Linked DNA regions of Callithrix jacchus: region 2 is linked to region 1. The links are chromatin contacts, called in public Hi-C maps. All regions are on one chromosome and are shown on one strand. Each heading gives the region's core, a stretch centred on a gene start, on an enhancer-like site or on the middle of the called end of the contact. The rest is flanking DNA. Distances are from core to core; before and after follow the strand shown.

Region 1 (5,116 bases), core at 1,834-4,333:
ACCAGTAAAATTGCGACACTTAAGGTTCCAAATTTTAAAACTGCATGATTTTTTTTAACCATGCATTTTCCTAATTCTACTCTTAAAATGTACTAAATGTCTTCTTGGGTTTCAAACTATAAAATTAGCTTAAAAGCCAAGGGCACTCCAATGATTTGCTACCGACCAGGAGATCATGCCCAGTCTCTACAATGGCCAGCCCTGCACTAAAGCAAAAAACAAGGTGCTTACTTAAGGCCTGCTACTTATTCAGTCCCCGAGCCAACCCGATATTTATTTCATCATTTCGAAAACCTTTCTCAGCTGGAACTTAACCAGCCCCAGTACTCACTCTCAAAGATTTCACAAAGGCCAGCTCATTGCATGTCTTCACTTACGGATGTAAGTATCTGCACACACAGGCCCTTACTTATATTGTGATCATAATGTGGTGCCACTTTATGGATGTAACTCCATTTTGATGTTTTGTTTTTGTTTTTTAAAACAGGGACTCACCGTTGCCTAAGCTGGAGTGCAGTGGCAAAATTGTAACACTGCAGCCTTGACTTCCTGGACTCAAGCTATCCTCTCATCTTACCCTCCCAAGTAGCTGGAACTATAGGTACACACCACCACACCCAGCTAATGATGTTCTGACACTTCTATGTCTGATAATCTGCTAAGCAGAATATGACAAATTCTGCTGATCATAAAAAATGTGTTAGAAACCTTACAGTCAATTGATTCATTTCCCCAGCCTCAAAATATAGTTCTACAAAAATGTAAGACTACATGAAGCAATATTATGTACATAATTTGTCTTGTTAGACTTGATAGGATTGCTGGATTTTCAAACTAGGGTTTCCACATCAACAAACTAAAGAAATGACAAAAACATTAAGAGCAGCCATTTTCTTGCTAATTTTAAGAATTCTAGATAAATCACTTCTGCAATATATTTTTTTTAAATTCACAGATTTTCAAACACTGTTACTGCTAAAGCACGGTAATTGACATATTAGAAATAAAAGAGCTAGGCTGGGTAAGGTGGCTAACGACTGTAATCCCAACTTTGGGAGGCTGAGAAGCAGGTGGATCACCTGAGGTCAGGAGTATGAGATCAGCCTGGCCAACATGGTGAAATCCCATCTCTACTAAAACAACAAAAATTAGCAGGGTGTGGTTGTATGCGCCTGTAATCCCAGCTAGTGGGGAGGCTGAGGCAGGAGAATCACTTGAATGCAGGAGGTGGAGGTTGCAGTGAGCCAAGATCGCGCCATTGCACTCCAAACTGGGCAACGAGAGCAAAACTCTGGCTCAAAAGAAAAAAAAAGAGCTAAGTTTCAGTTGACTGAAAGCTTCAATTTATCAGTTTTTTAAGTTATGGCACTGTTTAAAATTAAAGACATCTGTCTGTATTTAAAACAAATAGCTATTTGTGTTCAATAACAATCAGCCACATACTCAGCTTTCTCTTAAACTAAAATCATTCAAATATAATCCTTATTTATCCTGAACACATCAAAGCAGCACTTAGGGACAAGAAATCTCCAATCTATGGTGCTTTGCATGGAGTACAAGAACTATATAAATGCGGAATTTGAAAAGGGTAACTAACTGGGGGGAAGGTTTACCTATATAAGTCCATAAATGCCAAAATTTTCCAGAGCTGAGATGAGCACTGGGAGTTTTTCTCTGTTTATGAATTGATATCCTTTGCTGTAACGACTGGCAAGAAACTACACTGCTTAAGTAAAGCAATTTTCTCTTTCTAAATCTCCTTCCCAACAATGACAGTAAAGTAAAATAAGCACCTCAATGGCAAGTACTACAAATAACATGACACTTTAAGTTATTTTTAAGAAAAAACACAAGTGCCTTTTCCTCGAATGGCACAAAACTATCACCAATCACACAATTGCTTCATTTTTAAAAATTATTAGCCAATATTTCTAATGTCACCTCTGGATTTTCTTTTAATCATGTGCATATGCCCTATCTTTGAGAAACTAGAAATCAAAAAATGATGTTAAGATGTCAACAAGTTTAATTCAGCAAACATCTGAAAGTGTACATATGCCAGGCTCTAAGGAAGGCATCCTCAAGGAAGTGATTTTTATAGGGCAGATAATAACATTCCAATGCTAACTATAGTGATCACTCCATAGAAAGTAGTACCCTACACAGACTGGAGTTATAGTTATAAACAAATTTCTTAACAGTCCCACTAACGTAACAAACTACATTCGCTATAAAAGTTTACTGTTAGTTGTACTTTTCGGTCAAATGAAAATAACACTGTAAAACCCTTACTTGAACATCAAATAATCTAGCCATTATGGGCCCCAAGCTGATAATGCCAATTTTTAAAAGGGGTATAAATATTCCGTAAAAGTTATCATTAAGGGGAAACAACACACTACCGCACTGAAAATTCACATCAAGCTGTCTTAATGTCAAATACAGCAGAGGTTGGAGAAAAAAATGAAATCCTGTTGATCATGTAAATAAAAAGCTGGTATATATCTGTATGACCTCCTAACATAGGCCCACTCACCACCCCCCATCCCTTGGCCTTAAAATAGAACCTTGGATATGTTTGTGTAACAGCTGACATACCAACAGCAGAAAGTTGCTCAGTGGGCTGCCTTTTAAGTTATCAACAAACAAAACCCAACAATGGCATAGCGTTTTCCATCTCCAACAGAGAAGAGCAAGTTTTGCTTACAACTTTAACATCAAACAAATACATTAGCTACACTGAATTTCTCAAGTAAATTAAACTGCAGTTCCAGTCAGTTTATAAAAAGTTACCCCAATGATCACACTGGTGTAATTAATTTCCTTGATATCAAACCCAAACCAAAAAGAAAAGGACATCAAAAAACAAAAGGAAAGCCCTTACATGTCTAAGTATATTGGTCTCAAAAACAAACATCTGAATCATGCTTCAGTGAAGGCCGGGTCAAAGCATGAGTGTTTTATTATACTGCACTTCTTTTGTCACAGAAATCTATTTCCCTGAAAAAGAAAACAAAAACCATTTGCTCTTATGGGAAACTGACCAATTTCAATCAGCTCCAAGACAGTGACAGTGACTAGTGAGGCAGTAACAGAAATAAAATGTGCATAAAGCATTTAAGAAGTCAAATTAACTTGATTTAACTTGACATTCTCAGTCATTTACGAAAGTGTTCATCCCAAATATGCTAGTAAATGTGACTAGCAAAGAGACCTATTTCTATCAACTCAAGTGTTACAGTTGGATACAACTTTTACTATAAAGCATGTAAACTGGATAAAGTTTACAAAGGAATCACCTTCCACCTACAGGGGAATTTAGCTTTAAAAGTACAGAATGAATGTTTAATAAATACCCCATGGTGATACAAACGAGCTTTTCCATTACTGCCAATATATAGCTGGTGACACCTCCTGGGTGAGAAAAGATCATGGAAAGAAGTGATTATAAATAGTTGCTTCCTTCTTACAACAACTAATTCAAGGGCTTGTGTACAAAAGCAAAAATCTTAGTTCCTAAAGAACAGATTATTTCACCTTAAGTAAAATCTGTTTGTTACAGGTGATTACTGACAACAATAATTGCTTCTTCAGACAAAAAGAAAATCTTTTTGTAAGATATCTCTATAGCAAGAGACCTCTAAATATCAACAACTATATGATTTTTAAGTCAAAGCTTTTGTAAATGAGTTGTTTCTCAGGAAAAAAAAATAATGGTAAGAAAACAGTATAATACATCCAATAATTAAGGCAAAAGAAGTTAAAATAAACATTAACATGAAAAAATGTCAACTATTAAAGCAAGTTTTAACGAAATACTTTTACTCATATTTAAAAGAGGGAGGAGGCAGGTTAGAAACTAAACTGAGGTCAGAAAGGAAATTTATTATAAAAACAAATGAAAAGACCATCTGAAAATGAAAACGTATTTTTCAAATCAGTAATGTGGCATTCTAATCCATCTGCTCTCTTTTTCTGAGCCACAAGCTAATTTTTCTGATAAAAAGATTTTTTTTTTTTTTTTTTTGAGATGGAGTTTCGCTCTTGTTACCCAGGCTGGAGTGCAATGGCGTGATCTCGACTCACCGCAACCTCCGCCTCCTGGGTTCAGGCAATTCTCCTGACTCAGCCTCCCGAGTAGGTGGGACTACAGGCACGCACCACCGTGCCCAGCCAATTTTTTGTATTTTTAGTAGAGACAGGGTTTCGCCATGTTGACCAGGATGGTCTCGATCTCTTGACCTTGTGATCCACCCGCCTCGGCCTCCCACAGTGCTGGGACTATAGGCGTGAGCCACCTCGTCCGGCCCTAATAAAAAGATTTAGACTGTCCTTACTCATTACACATTTTTATTTCCATATAAGCTAGCAGTTTTAACCCCTCCTCCACCTAAAAAACTGAAAACTCAAAATCTGCTTTTAAGAAACTAATTCTCCATTTTCTCCTAATTCAGGATTATTAAGTCTATTAGACTGTACTCTTCACCTTCTCAATTCTAAATTATAAAACTTTATTAAAACAATTTCCATTCAACTGTTGTTTCAGTTTCATGACCAAAAAGATTGGTTTCTTAAAAACTATGCATATTAATTGCTCTCAGGGTTCAGTGGAAAACTTCTCTCTAAAGGTAGAGCAGTTTAAGACGTAGGTTTTATCTGTAATCCTGTAACCATCTCTATCTTCAATAAAAGGTTTCAAACTCAAGTTTATATCCTTTATATGATGGGCCCACCCTAGAATGTATTCACAGCTTTAAAAAACAGCCATGTTGAAGATACCTGAGTGAAAGAGCTGGTACACAACACACACCTCCACACCCCGCCACAACCAAAAAACAAAACAAAAACAAGCAGTAAAACGAAAGGACTGTCCACAGTCAAGATACAGGCTAAAGGTTAATTTGGCAAGGAATTAAAATACTCATTCTAAAACATTCAAGTCTTCATCAAGTAGGAAAACCAACACTTAATCCACAAATTTGTAACTTGCCAAATGGAAATTCGTAAGGTGACAAACCAATTTTTTAAAAGCTTATTCTTTGAAAAATATTTTAAAATAAAAAATTTAAAAGTCCCATTTGAAATTCCTAATTATCAGAAAATACATCTACTCTTA
Region 2 (5,116 bases), core at 1,576-4,075, 160 kb before region 1:
CGGGATACAGTGGCGTTTATTCACTCAACAAATATTTATTGAGCACGTCCATTCCAATTGCAATTAAACATCAGTGATATGAAACTCAAGGAAAAACACCACGTGCTCCCACCTTCGAGGGCGCTCTTTATATACTTTCACATGAACCAAAGGACGAAAAGGCTGAAGGAAGAGGAATGTTATCTTAAAATTATATAGACTGCTGAGATTAAGTGTAAGGCTATCATTTTTATATAAAATCCTACTCAGACAAGGCCGAGGTAAAAGGGTGAAAGGATAGTTGTTGAATTTCAGTGTTAAACAGTGTCTCATGGGAATACGAAAGCCTTTGAGACGGGTAGACTGATAATGGCGGTAGTACTACTAGGACAAACAGCTTTTTACCCTTAGGGATATATCACTCTGGGGCTTGGCTTTGGATCCAAAGAAAGCCCCCAGGAAGGCCTAGAGGGAGAGGGGAGAGGGCTGAAGAAAAGCCTTTCTCAGCAGCAGCCAAAGATGGGTGAAAATAAACAGTAATTCCTCCTGGTAACCCAACAGACAAAACAAAGTGGCTTTCAAAAAATATTTTTGGCAAGTCATAAATCAGTAAGATATGATTTCAGGGAATAAGATTATTTCAAATATGGCTATACCAAGAAGGAACCCTTTCGACTAAAGTTTAGCCATCATTCTGAAATGAACATACTGTGAAACAGTCAGCTCCTGTCTTCACAGAAGAGAGTCATTTACTTGATGTTCTGCATAAAACTGGGCCTTAGAACGCTGCTGTGTAACCCTCATACTACTTTCACATTCCACTTCTGTCCCCCAGCCTGAGACCACGCTGTTTGGAGTAGGAATGGTATCTTGACTCTTGTCTACCTAGAGGCCAGGCATGATATTCAGCCCAATCACTTTGGCACATAAATACTGCTTGAAAGAACAAAATCGCTTATTTTGAAAGTTCTCTGACTTGCATTTGGAATTTTAAAAAATCAGCATGAGTTCTAAATTGGACTATCGAAACAATGTAATTGACAGCTCAGTCTCAAAATTCCTATGTATTTTTAATCTACTTCCTCAATCACCAACCCCTCTTAAATTCTGTGATATGAAATAGCTTAGGCGAAATTTACTCTATGTCCCAAAAGTGGAAACACACATACAATGGAAAAAAAAAATTAGCTTAACAACAACAGAAAAACTTCACCAGAATGACCAGTGTTTAATAAACAAACAAACAAAGAAACCAGTCCCTGGTAGTTTGGGATGTTTCCTGTGATGAAAGAAAATAGACAAAAAACTGACATGGCCAGCATCCTTGCTGAAGATAACTTGTCTCCACATACACACATTTCAATTCAACCTGGCAGAATACACGTGCGGAACTGAAATCTTCATTTAAACAATGACCACACAGTTTCATAGTCCTAATGAAAAGAACATACACTCCTCAGGAGCAGGTTGTTTTCGTTTGCTTTACAATACACCAACCATTTGGATACTTGGATGCTTTTGACAAAGTCAGTCCCTGATACAACTGTGGAAAGCAAGGTTATACTGCTCTGAGGAAAAAAAAAAAAAAAAAATCCCACAGCTTGCCAAGTTACAGTTTTTGACTTGTGGCTTCTCACAAATATTTTATCTTTAAATTTCTTAGAGATGTTGAAGAGCAGTACTTAAAGAAGGGTGGCAGTAAAACACTTGTATATGTTGTTAAAAGGAGAGGCTAAAATTGTAAAATAAAAGATGTCTTCAATGAAAATATCTTGTCTTTACTGTCTACCCAAACCATGTATTTGAAGCTCACCAATTACAATAGCAGTTTCTCCCCAGTAGGTCACTGAGGGAGTATTTTTGAGAACATGTATTCAAGCTATCTGGATTCCTCTTGGTTTTTAAGAGATTATTCTATTACACAGCATTACTGTACTTGACTAACATAAATCTGATGCACAAGTTTGGTTTTCCTGTATTTTGATATACACAGAAATACTGATTGCATTGTTTAACGCTAATTAAGCACTCAGAAATTTGACTGTGGTGCTAATCTTCATCAATGTGAGCAATCCTGCAAAGGCAAAGCATGTGTGATTTCTGCTGGCGTACTGTCTAGTGTTTTTTTCTCCCATAATATTTGATTTTTATAGCCACTGACATACTACAGGGTACCACAGCAACCCTTTTCTATATATGGCCGAGTAATATTTCCTCTGGTATTTCTGTATTTTAATTCCATTACACAATTCTACAGTTTCTACTTTTAAGAAATGTTCCTATGAGAAATAGGTAAGTAATTCAAATGGAAGGGAGTGGCAGAGAGCCTCCTGTGCATAAAACTTCAGGCATTCCTTAGAGCCTGCTGAGGGCTCTCCGCAAGAAGGCTCCTGTTGACACTATTACCAAATTCTTGGCAAGCAGCTTGCTGGAATGGATACAGATCTCACAGAAGGCATGACTTTCATCACCTTTGGCTTTAGAAGAATGACAAGTGAAAAAACACTTTAGAAATGGGAGGTGGTGTGGTATCATCTTTCAAGTTCGTATTTAGGCTAAACTTACGTTTCTATTTTTCTTTTCCCTTAGTTCTGTTCGATGCAGTTTTGATGGAAGTAGTGCTCCTCTTTGAACTGAGGGATGAAAGTGGTAAGGAAAGGAGGAGCTTCCCTGTTTTTCCCTTAATAACACGAACTCTTCCTGGCCACAGTTCACTGTGTATCTACTCAAATGTGAAGTTGCAGGGAAAAATAAGGTGATCCACCCACCTCAGCCTCCCAAAGTGCTGTGAACCACAGCGCCTGGCTTACTTACATCAGGTACGCTCCGCTTTCTGATTCAGTAACTTTTGTTACAGCCTCTCTAGGATGGAGCTAAAGATGGTGGTGGTGATACTTGAGCAGAATATAACAAGGATTTTAGAACAATTGGGCTACACTTTGCTGTGGTTTGGGTGAAATCTAATCCCCAGTGTGGAAGTGCTGGGAGGTGGGGCTGGTAGGAGGTGCTTGGGTTACTGAGGTGGATCCCTCGGGAACTGATTAATGCCCTCCCTCCTCGGGGTGGGGGTATTTTCCCTCCTGCATGGATGAGTGAGTTCCTGTAAGACTGGGTTGTGAGTCTGGCCTCCTCAGTTTCTCTCTTGCTTTCTCTTGCCTTGTATCTCCCTGCACCTGGACCGCACCCCGCTTCGGCTTTACGAGCTAAAGCAGCATAAGGCTCTAACCAGATTCAGCTGCCCAATCTTGAATTTTCCAGCCACTAGAATTGTGGGCCAAATAACCCTTTTTTTATATAAATTACCCAGCCTCAGGTGTTCTGCTATAGCAACACTGAAGAGAGTAAAACACTTCTCTGAAGAATTCGAGGTATTCACAAGGCCATCTCGGCATTTATCGGCTTAACGGCATGTACATTATTGTTGTTGTCCGTATCAGTGATGTTTTCCTTGTAGAGTACAAAATCTCTCTGCCAAACAGATTCATAGAATTTAGTGAAAAGGACATAAAGTCAGGCTTACACTACATTTTTTCTTTCATGTCTCTCCATGCCAAGTTGCTTTAATTCCAACAGTAATGGGAGGTTTCTAACTCATTTTAGAATTAACACCAATACTTAAGGATGACAGACCACTTCTAGATGACGTATCAAACTTTTCCACTGTTTCATCTGAAAACAACTTTACTGCCAGTAGGCCAAAACCTGATGCCTGAATACCAGCTCTGGATGAGGCATATGCATGTTTGATTTGCTAATCTAGCTTTCTTCCCTGAGAGTCGAATTTAACTCTTAGCTTCAGGTGTTTTCACAGGCATTGCGTTCCGCCCAGGAACTTTCAAGTTTTACATTTTCCCACCACCTAGGAATCTAGAGTCAGTTTAAATTCTGGACAACTTTTTAATGCCGTTTTACCTCAGTGAGAAAGCAATCCACAAAAACGTAATTCATTAACATATATCATTTAATTAAAATGTATCCAACTTTCCACTTGTACAACTAACTAGTATGTCTTAACTTCGTAAACCAAATCATTTAGGACAATGACCGTAACAAGGGAAGCATTAAAATTCAGGTTTCAAGCATAGCCAAGGCACTGTACCTTCATCATCCCCACCCTTGACAGTTCTAAGTTCAAGGAGTGCTCATAAAATCTTTAGTCAACTCAAAAAGTTCTACAAGAATTGTGGATTCATTTGCAAATATTTTCATCTCCTTTTGCTCTTAGTCACTTTTTTTCCTGTAATTATTTTATTAATACCCAGTTAAGTAACCAATGAATGTAGTATAGGATACTTTAAGAAAACAAAGACTATAGATTTTCATCCCAATTTCAGGAGACAGTCTTTAAAATTGAAACTGTTGTATAGCATGTAAAAACAAGCACTTTCAGAGTATACATTATGTACATATATACTTCACAAAATAGCATTACACGAGAATAACCTAATTTTAATAAGGTTTTTGGGAAGTTGTGATGCAAAACTTATGACTATTATTTTAGATATATTTATAGTCAACTATTAGATGGTCAATTAGTTTAACTGCTAAGTAGACCACAAATTATTGTATAAGGTAATCATAAAAAAATACATTAGGAGGAAAATCCAAAGGTCTAATCCTTCCACTCACTTAATAGAACTCCTTTAAACAGTAAGAAATCCAATATTCATGAGTAAGCGACTAACATTTTTGATAAACTTAGAACATTCATCTGATTTTTCAGAAGTAAAAATATCAAAACCTATTTTATGCCATCCCTTTTGAGAAGTTGGTTTGAAAGACCACCATCCTGGACCAGGAGACAAGCAGATATTTACAGGAGCTAGGCAGAGGTAGGAGGAAGGATTAAAGCAAGACAGGAGAGTAAGAAAACCAACAGCCCAAGTGTGACACTAGAGACAGGAAGGAGGGGTGGGGTGCCGATTAACCAGGGAATACTTGGCTTAAGGAGGCAGTTTGATTACTCAGTTTCAGCTGGTGCCTACTATGTGACAATACATGTTTGGGCTTTCTAGACATTTTGATTTTTGAGGAAGAGCAGATTTCATGAAGAGATTTAAAAAAAAAAATCTAATATGGGTATTCAGACTTTTTATTAGTGTTTCCACCTTCAAAGTATGGCAAGTAGTTTAAAAAG

What was found. A called contact is a pair of places that touch in the nucleus more often than the background predicts.
Region 2: a contact with region 1 is called in a Hi-C map of skeletal muscle, with 5 times the contacts expected there. The contact joins two enhancer-like sites. A contact is called at or near these places in 2 of 3 Hi-C or Micro-C datasets (both in skeletal muscle).

Annotation. Positions count from the first base shown.
Region 1 is chr4:169,962,733-169,967,848 of calJac240_pri, reverse strand. The region is part of intron 1 of QKI (QKI, KH domain containing RNA binding); the gene reads right to left. Among named protein-coding and RNA genes, the nearest start is that of QKI, 5.7 kb to the right of the region's middle. Within about 2 kb of position 3,083, at least 4 of the 16 cell types and tissues checked have an H3K27ac peak or open chromatin away from gene starts, as enhancers often do. A contact at or near this core is called in skeletal muscle, where this site is marked.
Region 2 is chr4:170,123,675-170,128,790 of calJac240_pri, reverse strand. No RefSeq gene overlaps it. Among named protein-coding and RNA genes, the nearest start is that of QKI, 170 kb to the right of the region's middle. Within about 2 kb of position 2,825, at least 1 of the 16 cell types and tissues checked has an H3K27ac peak or open chromatin away from gene starts, as enhancers often do. A contact at or near this core is called in skeletal muscle, where this site is marked.